2 separate regions of the Zea mays genome follow, and region 2 is linked to region 1. A link is a contact called in public Hi-C data. All regions are on one chromosome and are shown on one strand. The core of a region is the stretch at or near the end of the contact, and the rest is flanking DNA. Distances in the headings are between cores, read along the strand shown.

What was found. A called contact is a pair of places that touch in the nucleus more often than the background predicts.
Region 2: a contact with region 1 is called in a Hi-C map of endosperm, with 2.4 times the contacts expected there. The contact joins the promoter of LOC103634994 here to the promoter of LOC100285848 in region 1. A contact is called at or near these places in 11 of 25 Hi-C or Micro-C datasets (bundle sheath, ear, endosperm and 4 more) and 1 of 3 datasets of contacts at active chromatin or transcription factors (leaf).

Annotation. Positions count from the first base shown.
Region 1 is chr8:27,826,140-27,831,052 of Zm-B73-REFERENCE-NAM-5.0, forward strand. LOC100285848 reads right to left here and starts at 2,648. Exons shown (of 2, transcript NM_001372341.1): 1 at 1,988-2,648; 2 at 331-1,346. The coding sequence starts at 2,305. The coding sequence ends at 657.
Region 2 is chr8:27,572,201-27,577,054 of Zm-B73-REFERENCE-NAM-5.0, forward strand. LOC103634994 (G-type lectin S-receptor-like serine/threonine-protein kinase At2g19130) reads left to right here and starts at 1,762. Exons shown (of 1, transcript XM_008657567.4): 1 at 1,762-4,722. The coding sequence starts at 2,207. The coding sequence ends at 4,612.

The DNA.
Region 1 (4,913 bases), core at 1,398-3,897:
ACGACGCATACAAAGTGAGATTCCCAGACAAATATTTCCATTGACCCCTGCTTGGTTTGGCAGCTGGATAGTCTTGCCAGCAATAGCGGCGCAGGACGGCAGCGCGCAAGTATTTAAACGCCCTAAAATTTCATGTCCACAGTTGATGCAAGAAAAACTAGTCCATTTTGCATCTTCCACTGACCACTGATGCAGCCGGGTAGCTGCTGATTGAAAGCAACTAACTTTTTTTTCTGATTTTTTTTCTAAAAGAGAAAAAACTTAATGACTAACCACAGCCTCTTGCTTACTCTGAGAGCAAGCAACTAACTAGCAGAATTCTGATGTTTTCCATGAATGGTTTATCCATACATACTGTAATGTCAATTGGTCAGTTGATTGATCACTGATGTTCATGCAGAGTACTATACTATATGGAATAGCAGCACACCAATGTAATGCACAATGCACTGCACAGTGTATTTCCCCAAATTACCAGGGTGAATCGATCGCCATCATCAAGACGCATGCTTCGATTTGTATGAAGCTTGCAGCTACGGTACGCTACTCCAGTCCACGAATCTCAGCTCACTGCGCTGGCAGTGGCATGGATACTCTCCACCAACCACTGGAATGGATACTTATACTAGCCTATGTACAACACGGTCCAGTCTGACTCACTTGTCCTCCATGACCAGCCTGGGGCCGCCGCCGCTGGCAATGAAGCGCAGGGCAAGCTCGTAGGCGGAGAAGATGGCGCCGTTGACGACGAACGCGCGGGCGACGGCGGTGCCGAGGCCGCGCCACAGCACGGGGAGGCCTTCCTCCCGGACGCTCCTCTGGAAGCAGTCGACGACGCCGCGGTACCTGGGCGCCGACGCCGACGCCGCGCCCTGCGCCTGGAGCCGCGACTTGACCACGTCCAGCGGGTAGCAGCACACCCAGCTGGCGACCCCGGCCAGGCCGCCGGCCACGAGCATGGTGCCCAGGCCCTCGTCCCCGTCTTGGTCCTGGCTGCTGCTGCTGCGGCGGCACCCCGGGTGCAGGCGCTCCCGGGCGCGCTCGTACGTCCAGAAGTAGACGCCGTGCGCCGGCGCGTCGCGGAGCGCGGTCACCGCCAGCCCGCGGTACACGCCGCGCAGGCCCTCGCGCCGGAGGATTTCACGGACCATCTCCACGGGGCCGTGCCCCGACGCCGCCTCCAGCTGCAGCCGGATCTTGACCAGCTCCACCGGGGACAGGATCAGCGTCTGCAGCGCCCCCGTGCTGACGCCGGCCAGCGCCACGCTCGCGTAGGACGGCGGCTCGGAGGTGGCGGGGCCCAGCGACCGCGACAGGACCGCATACACCTGGAACACCATCGCGTTCTGCAAACACAGACAGCAACAGCGAGCATTTTCGTTAGCTAGCATGGGACATGACAATTGACACCACCATAGCGCGCGTGGCAGACTGGTGAGAGAGCACGGCGAAAGGAGGCCATGTGAAGCCGAAGCATGCCATGTGAGCGCCTGCAGCGCCGCAGCATTTCGCCAGAGATTCAACCCAAACATGTGTCGTGCCCACACTGCCCACTGATTCTGCCAGATGCAGGTATTTCCTGCTGTTCGTCTGGTAACCCACTCGGCCGAAAATGAGATGACCATTTCGACACGTCTAGCTATCTATCTCTGGAGCTTGCTGGCTGCTTGTGTTCGCGAGTGCACAAAGAGACAGACAAGGCAAGAAAAGGTAGTGCCGTCGCCCGATGGCTAAACTCGATCGGTAGCGAGTGGTGTAGCGCATGTGCTTTTGTGGAGCAAATAAAAATGTCATCTTTGAAAGCGATCGCCTTTTACTAAAAAGTAAGCAATCCTTGGAGACAAAGGGGAAAAGGAAGACGTATCGAAAGGATCCACGGCGTCCGTCCGAGGCCCTGGGATCCGTGACCCGCCCGTCCGGATCGCACGCGGCGTGACCGCGTGAGAAGGAACAGAAGCGCGGCGACGTGGAAGAAGGGCCGACTGACCTGGAAGGCGACGGAGGCGAGCGGCGCGGCCATGCCGCGGTAGAGCGCGCAGGGGCCCTCGGCGCGGAGGATGCCGCGTAGGAGGCGCGGGGCTGAGGGGTGCGCGTCGCGGCGGCGTGGTGCGCCCGCGGCGGGCGGCTGCTGGAGGCGGATGCGGAGCGTGTCGAGCGGGTGGCCCGCCAGCACGCCCGCCATGCCGCCCACCCCGCCGGCCACGAACTCGCGCCCGCCGCTGGAGGCCAGGAACTCCGGCCAGAACTCCATGGACCCGCACCCGCCGCCGCTGGTGTCGTCGCTGTACGTGCCAGCGGCGACCATCCGAGGGCCGGGCTGGATCGGGCCACGCGCGGCGCGGAGTGAACGAGACGGACGGTCCTCCGTCCCTCCGCCTGCTATAGGTGATGTTGGCTATGTATGGATGGATGGGTCCGAAACTAAAGGCAGCGCGCGGCGGCCTCCGTTGGAAAAAAAAAAACGTCGGCGCGCGCGGCCGGAGAGAGCGGAGGAGGAGGAGGAAGTGGTGGCGGGATGTTGCTGGGAGGCCGGGAAGCTAGCCGCGCGCGCGCCGCCTGAGGCGGAGAGAAGAAAGTGGTGTCTAGATGGAGAGGAGACGAGAGGTCGCTGTGCCCATGAATTGCGGCAACGGCATGCGGTATTTGTGTGTGGCTGGCTGCTTCGCTTTGGCCGTTGGCATGCGCCGAGGAAACCGGCCACGCTAGCGCTAGCGCCTCCGATCCGTTCCTTTCACGAGTATAAATAAAACACGTTCGAATTGTTGTTGTCTGTAAATTCGGTAACCATGAAATTGACTGCTACATCTTGCGGTTTAACACTGGCTATTTATTTAGGCAACAAATCGTGTGCATACACGCTTCATTCGGTGTAACCATGAAAACGTTTGCTATATGGAGTGTGCTGTGTGCATCCATATCGTGTAGATGTACGTGAACGTGAGAAAATTTTGCAAAAAATAACGCCCAACGACCTATACTGTTTTGCACTTAACCCCACTTACATGCAAAACAGTATGGACCCGCGAGCGTTTTTTACAAAATTTTCTCACGTTAACGGACAACCACGCGATACAGATGGACGCTCCACAACAAATGTTTGCACGGAATGTAGCGATTGCGCATGATATGTTGCGATTTATTTAGGCACCAACGAGTTGTGTACCGGGAACAAACGAAACACATTGTGCACAGCGCCAGGTTAGAGTACCTCCAAGGGTTTTTTTCTTCTTCTAAATTTCACTCTCTAAATTATAGTTTGGAGAGTTATTTAAATAAAACCACTTTTTATATCTTTCCAATCTCCAACAAGCATTCTATATCTTGTTTATACTGTAAAGAGTCATTGTGCTTTCTATCTTTGGCTAGTTAGAAAACCTGGAATATAAGACATCTATATTTGATAACCATTTAAATAAGTTGTTGGAGCGTATTTATTTTTTTAAAAACCCTCTATTTATATTAACTAGGAAAAATAGAGAGTATGTCTCTTACACGTCACATCAAGCACCTCAACACTTGAGTCACAATATGAATATGAATTTAAGTGTGTAGGAATAAGAATATATTTTAAAAAGGTTAAAAATTAAATAATGGAGACTAAACGTCTACAACTATATCTTCTAGAAACACTTCAAGATGCTCATGTTGGTGACAAATCAAACACATATGTGCACGAGCATGACCACATTGACGTCAAGTTAGACGTACACGTACCTCAGCAACATGAATCACAATTTGAATTTAAGTGTGTAGGAATAAAAATAAGAATAGCTTTCAGAAAAAGTTAAAAGTAAAATTTAGAGACTAAGCTATACAAGTAAATCTTCTAGAAATCCTTCAAGATGCTCATGTTGGCGACGAATAAAACACATGCGTGCACGAGCATGACCACATTATATTGGCGTCAAGTTAGACGTACCTGAGACAATATGAATTTAAGTGTGTATGAATAAAAATAAGAATAGCTTTTTCAACAAAAGTTAAAATTAAAAATTGGAGACTAAGAGTTCACTCTATGACCGATGGTACTTACTCATGGCAACTCTCTAGAATCATATATTGTCCACACATAACAATACGAATCTTTTGTGCGTACTTTCTTCTCACTTATTAGGACACAAGAAAACTTCCCGGTCGACCACTCATCACAAATTGCTCTAAGTCAATCACGCTTAACTTGAAGTTTCTTTCGAAATAGTCTTTGTAAAAAGAAATACACATTGTTGATATGAGTACTATATTAATTCTATTAAGTCTTAAGCCAAGATATCACCATCCTGTATGGTCATGATATCACAGTATATATACAACTAGATCTTCTACAAATCATTCAAGATGCTCATGTTGTCGTCAAATGAAACACATGCGTGCACGAGCATAATCACGTTGGCACCAAGTTAGACGTACCTCAGCATCATGAGTCACGATATGAATATAAGTATGTAGGAATAAAAATAACAATAGATTTTAAAAAGTTAAAATTAAAAATTAGAGACTAAGGTCTACAACTAGATTTTCAAGAAATCCTTCGAGATGCTCATATTGGCGACAAATGAAACATATACGTGCACGAGCATGACCACTTTGTTAAGACGTTAAGTTAGACGTCGCGTCAAGTACCTCAACACCATGAGTCGCGATATGAATTTAAGTATGTAAGAATAAAAATAAGAATAGCTTTAAAAAGTAAAAAATTAAAATTTGAAAGCTAAAGTTTATAACTAGATCTTCTAGAAATCCATCAAGATGCTCGTGTTAGCAACAAACAAAACACATGCGGCATGAGCATGACCACGTTAGCGCCACTCACCTGAAGTATCTCAGCACAATTCTTCTCATTTCAAAACATGCGCTTATCATTTCAAAACAGAAGGCATGCTGCCAACCTGGAATCAAGGCATTTGACAGACGAC
Region 2 (4,854 bases), core at 512-3,011, 250 kb before region 1:
GCCTCCATGCGTGCAATCTTCCAGGATGCGAGTAGTCTGATACCAAATGTTAGCAACATCTCTCAACCAAACACTGGATAATTGGATTCAATTATGATATGAGTACATGACGATAGGAAAGGAAAGTTGCAACGAGCTAAGGATCTATACGGAGAAGTAGAACTCTAGAAGATAGGAGGAAGAGACTGAAGAGGTAGAAGCACAATATGGAATGGATGTCTTCTGAATATTTCATTGATGCCTATTGTCTGCGCAGCTTCTCCATTTTATAGCAGAGAATACCCCATGCCACCTTCCAAGGGCCCACATGACACCACATGGCAGTGTACTCACAAAAATGTTGTCTATAAATGAAAGTACAGAGTCATTTTTTTAAAAATAAAAAATCGGTACCACGACGGAGATGGTCCAGGGAGGTAAATTGGTTTTTTTATGCCAGTTGCGCATGGAACCGCAAGGCCTCGTGCCTGACGAGCCCACCACCAATAGTTCAGCCCAATACTACCGATTTAGCCCAGCAAGATACACACATCCATTTCCCACCCTAGGCCCAACCGAGAGAAAGCCCCAAGAGAAGTCCCCAGGCCCAACAAAGAAAAAAACTGCGCTCTGTCCACACTGCCACTGCCAGTTTTTCTTTTTGTATTTTTTTTTGTACCTCTGTTCACGTGATCACGTCTTTCCTATCGTCTCGTCTCTGCATTTTCTGGGTCTACCGAATAAAAACAAAACAAATAAATGTTGTTTGGTCGGTTCGCTTTTGATTTGTAGCCGTAGCCATTTTTCATGCTTCCACCCCTACTAATCTACTATTTTTTCCTCCACTAAAGCCACACTTTGCATGTTGCGTTGCCTGCCTCCACATTTGACAGCAAAAGGTTAACGGGGAAGCTGCTCCACAACAAGCTTTGGCATTTTTACCTAACTAGTAGTGAAAGCTACTTCCCGCTTTCACAAAAGCCGGACACCATGTAGTTAAAAACATATATAGAGAGATGTGCATCGATCACACTGGAATCCATTATTTGTTTGAAAGCTTTTATAGTAGCATTTTATTAGGCTATCTCCATTATCTTACACAATCACATACCCATATATACTAGAGTGAATTCACTACCATGTTCTAACTTTAAAATTTTCACAGCATCAATTGTTTTTTTGGAAACGAGTAATAATGATAATATTTCAATTTATGCGTAGCAGTATAGCTAGATTCATCTGTGTCTCATCTTACAAGTCGAACCTTAAATTAAAACGCTGTGTTTATACTTTAAAATTTTCACAAAAGTAATCGATCTTTTTTTGGAAACGAGTCAGAACGATAATATGCTAATTTGTGTGTAACGGTATGGTTATATTCATGTGCGGGTCCCAACTTAGATGTCCGACCTTAAAATTAAAACATCGCGTTTACATCTTAAAAATTTTACGAAATTGATTATTTTTTAAATGATTAAGAATGATATTTTGCTAATTTGTGTAACAGATGAACCCACTTTTAAAAAGCATGACCTTAAAATTTAAGCTTTGCATTCATATCTTAAAATTTTCTCGAAATCAACCAATATTTATTGGAATGACTTAGTTTAACAATTGATTAAACTATATTGATTTTTTTGAAGATTTACACATATACCATAGTTTAAAAGTTATATCAATACCGACCCATAAAATCTATTACAGCCCAAACCATTAGGAGGCCTAGAAGTAATGAAAAAGAAAGATTGTCGATTAAAATATAAAGCAAAGACCATATAAATATAATATTAATTAAATCATAAAATCATTTCTAACATGTGATAGTATCTATGTGTAACTACTGGTGTCAAATGGCCACAACTTTTCCAAAAGGTCATAAGGATACACTAGCTAGTCTAGATTTTAGAAACGTGCACACATCCGTCGGAGGAGAAAAATCCAGTCGCGGCATTCATTGCTAACCTGTTCCTCCCGTGTCATTTTTCTGAGGGAGTCAAAGAGAAACGACGGCGTGGCGTGGCGTGGCGCGAGGTCGGAGATCCAGCGGTGAAGTCGCACTAAAGTAAAAGGCTTGGTCAAAGGCGAGGCGGCAGTTCTCGCCGGAGCTCGGAGCTATCGTGTACGGCAGCACGAGCACTCAGCTTCAGGTCACCTCATTCATTCTTGCTCACCTCGCTGGTGACTTCTTCTTCCCTGCCGTGTTCGTGCTCGTCCCCCCCTGCAAGTGATGCCCGGTACCGCAATGGAGGCACCAAAGCGTAGCTGCTCCCCGTCGGGGCCTCGTGGGTGCGCGACGCCCACCTTCCTCTTCTCCATCGTCCTGCTGCTGGCACTGGCAGTCGCTGCTTCGGTGACGGACACCATCCTCCCGGGCGCGGGCATCTCCGGGAACCAGACGCTGGTGTCCAAGAACGGCGACTTCGAGCTGGGCTTCTTCTTGCCGGGCGCCGGCATCCACCGCTTCCTCGGCGTCCGCTTCAAGAAGATGCCGGGCACCAGCCCCACGTTCTGGGTCGGGGACAGGGTGGTCATCTCCGACATCTCAGCCGCGGCGCTGGAGGTCTTCGGCGGCAGTCTGTGCATCACGGAGGCCGGGTCTACCCTCTGGTGCTCGTCCGTCGCGGGAGCCGGGCCGGGGCCCCCGCCGCCGTCCGCCGCCGCAGCCGCGGTGCTCCTCGGCAACGGCAACCTGGTGGTGAGGGACCAGGCCGACGACGCATCGTCGCGGGTGCTGTGGCAGAGCTTCGACTACCCCGGCGACTCGCTGCTCCCCGGCGCCCGGCTGGGGCTCGCCGCGGGAACGGGGGCCAACGTCTCGCTGACGTACAGGGACTTCTCGCACAACGGCAGCCTCAGCGTGGACCCGAGCAGGAGGAACGGCTTCGTGCTCAGCACCGACGGGCATCCCAGCAGCCTGGGGACCTTCCCGGACTGGATGGTGACGTCACAGGACAACGGCACCTCGCTGGTGCTGAACCCTCCTCCGGACAGCTCTAACCTGACCGAGTTCTTGCAGTTCAGCCTGGGGCAAGTGAGCCTGATGCGGTGGTCTGCAGCGGCGAACACGAACAGCAGTGGCTGGGTGGCTCGCTGGACCTTCCCGTCGGATTGCAAATCCAGTGGCTTCTTCTGCGGTAGCTTTGGTGCTTGCAGGAGCAATGGAGAATGCAGCTGTGTCCGCGGATTTGAGCCTTCCTATCCAGCGGAGTGGAGCCTCGGATACTTCGCAACCGGTTGCTCGAGACCGAGATCTCTTCCGCTGAGCTGCCAGACGAACGGCCAGACTGAACAAGACGACTCCTTTATCCTGCTAGACAAGCTGCAGGGGCTCCCGTATAATCCCCAGGATGGTTTAGCAGCAACTGATGAAGACTGCAAACAAGCCTGTCTCAGCAGATGCTACTGCGTCGCGTATGCGTATCACTCCGGATGCAAGCTGTGGTACTACAACCTGTACAACCTGAGCTTCGCTTCCAGAGGACCTCCTCCATACAGCAAGGTTTATGTTCGTTGGGGCTCCAAGCTCAGGCCCAAGAGTGGTCTGCGCACAGGGCTGATTGTATCCATGGTGGTCGGGTCAGTAGCGTTGGCTGCCGTGATAGTGATACTGGCGCTCCTATGGCGATCCCGGACCTGGAGAGGTGTATTTACTTGCAGTCGCAGAGAGTTTGAAGCAGGAGGTTCTCTCGCGTTCTACTCTTACGCGCAGATGAAGAAGGCTACAAGGAACTTCTCCGACAAACTCGGCGAGGGAGGGTTTGGAAGCGTTTTCAGGGGAACAATGGCAGGACCAACCGCCGTCGCCGTGAAGAGGCTCAAACGCAGCGGGCAGGCGGACAAGCAGTTCAGAGCCGAGGTGCAGACGCTCGGGGTGATCAAGCACGCCAACCTCGTCCGCCTCCTGGGCTTCTGCGTTAGAGGAGACACGAGGCTGCTGGTCTACGAGTACATGCCGAACGGGTCTCTGGACGCGCACCTCTTCTCGGAGAGATCCGCTCGTCTGAGCTGGAGCCTCCGCTACCAGATCGCGCTCGGCATCGCGAAGGGCATCGCCTACCTCCACGAGGAGTGCGAGGACCGCATCATACACTGCGACATCAAGCCCGAGAACATCCTGCTGGACTCGGAGCTCCGCGCCAAGATCGCCGACTTCGGCATGGCGAAGCTCCTCGGGCGCGAGTTCGACTCGGCGCTGACCACCGTCCGGGGCACCATGGGGTACCTCGCGCCGGAGTGGATCTCCGGGCGGCCGGTCACGAGGAAGGCGGACGTCTACAGCTTCGGCATCGTGCTCCTCGAGATCGTCTCGGGGAGGAGGAGCACGGCGAGGCTGAGGTCCGGGTCCGGGAGCCACCGGTACTTCCCTCTCCACGCGGCGGCGCGGGTGAGCGAGGGAGACGTGCTGTGCCTGCTGGACAGTAGGCTGGGAGGAGACGCGGATGTGGAGGAGCTGGACGTCGCCTGCAGAGTCGCCTGCTGGTGCGTACAGGACGATGAGGGCGACCGGCCGTCGATGGGGCAGGTCGTTCGCATGCTGGAAGGCGTCGTGAGCGTTGCAGTCCCTCCGATCCCGTCTTCCTTTCAGAACCTCGTGGAGGGCGAGGGCAGCGTCATATACTCTGACGAAGAATGAGGGCTCTGTTTAGGGATGAATAAATTCAAGGCAAACAGACAGAACCGTAGCGCTAGTTCTAAATAGTTTTTGCTGCAAATATACACGATCCATGGGCGGGCATTTCGTAATGTTCCTGTGAAAACGAACACCGCTTAGCCTAATTTAGGGGTTTAGTTCTCTGCATGTATCCTGGAAGATGCCCTCTCGTTATAGGTGTACATTCGGGCCGCCCGGCCCGACCCGGCCCAAGCCCGAAAAGG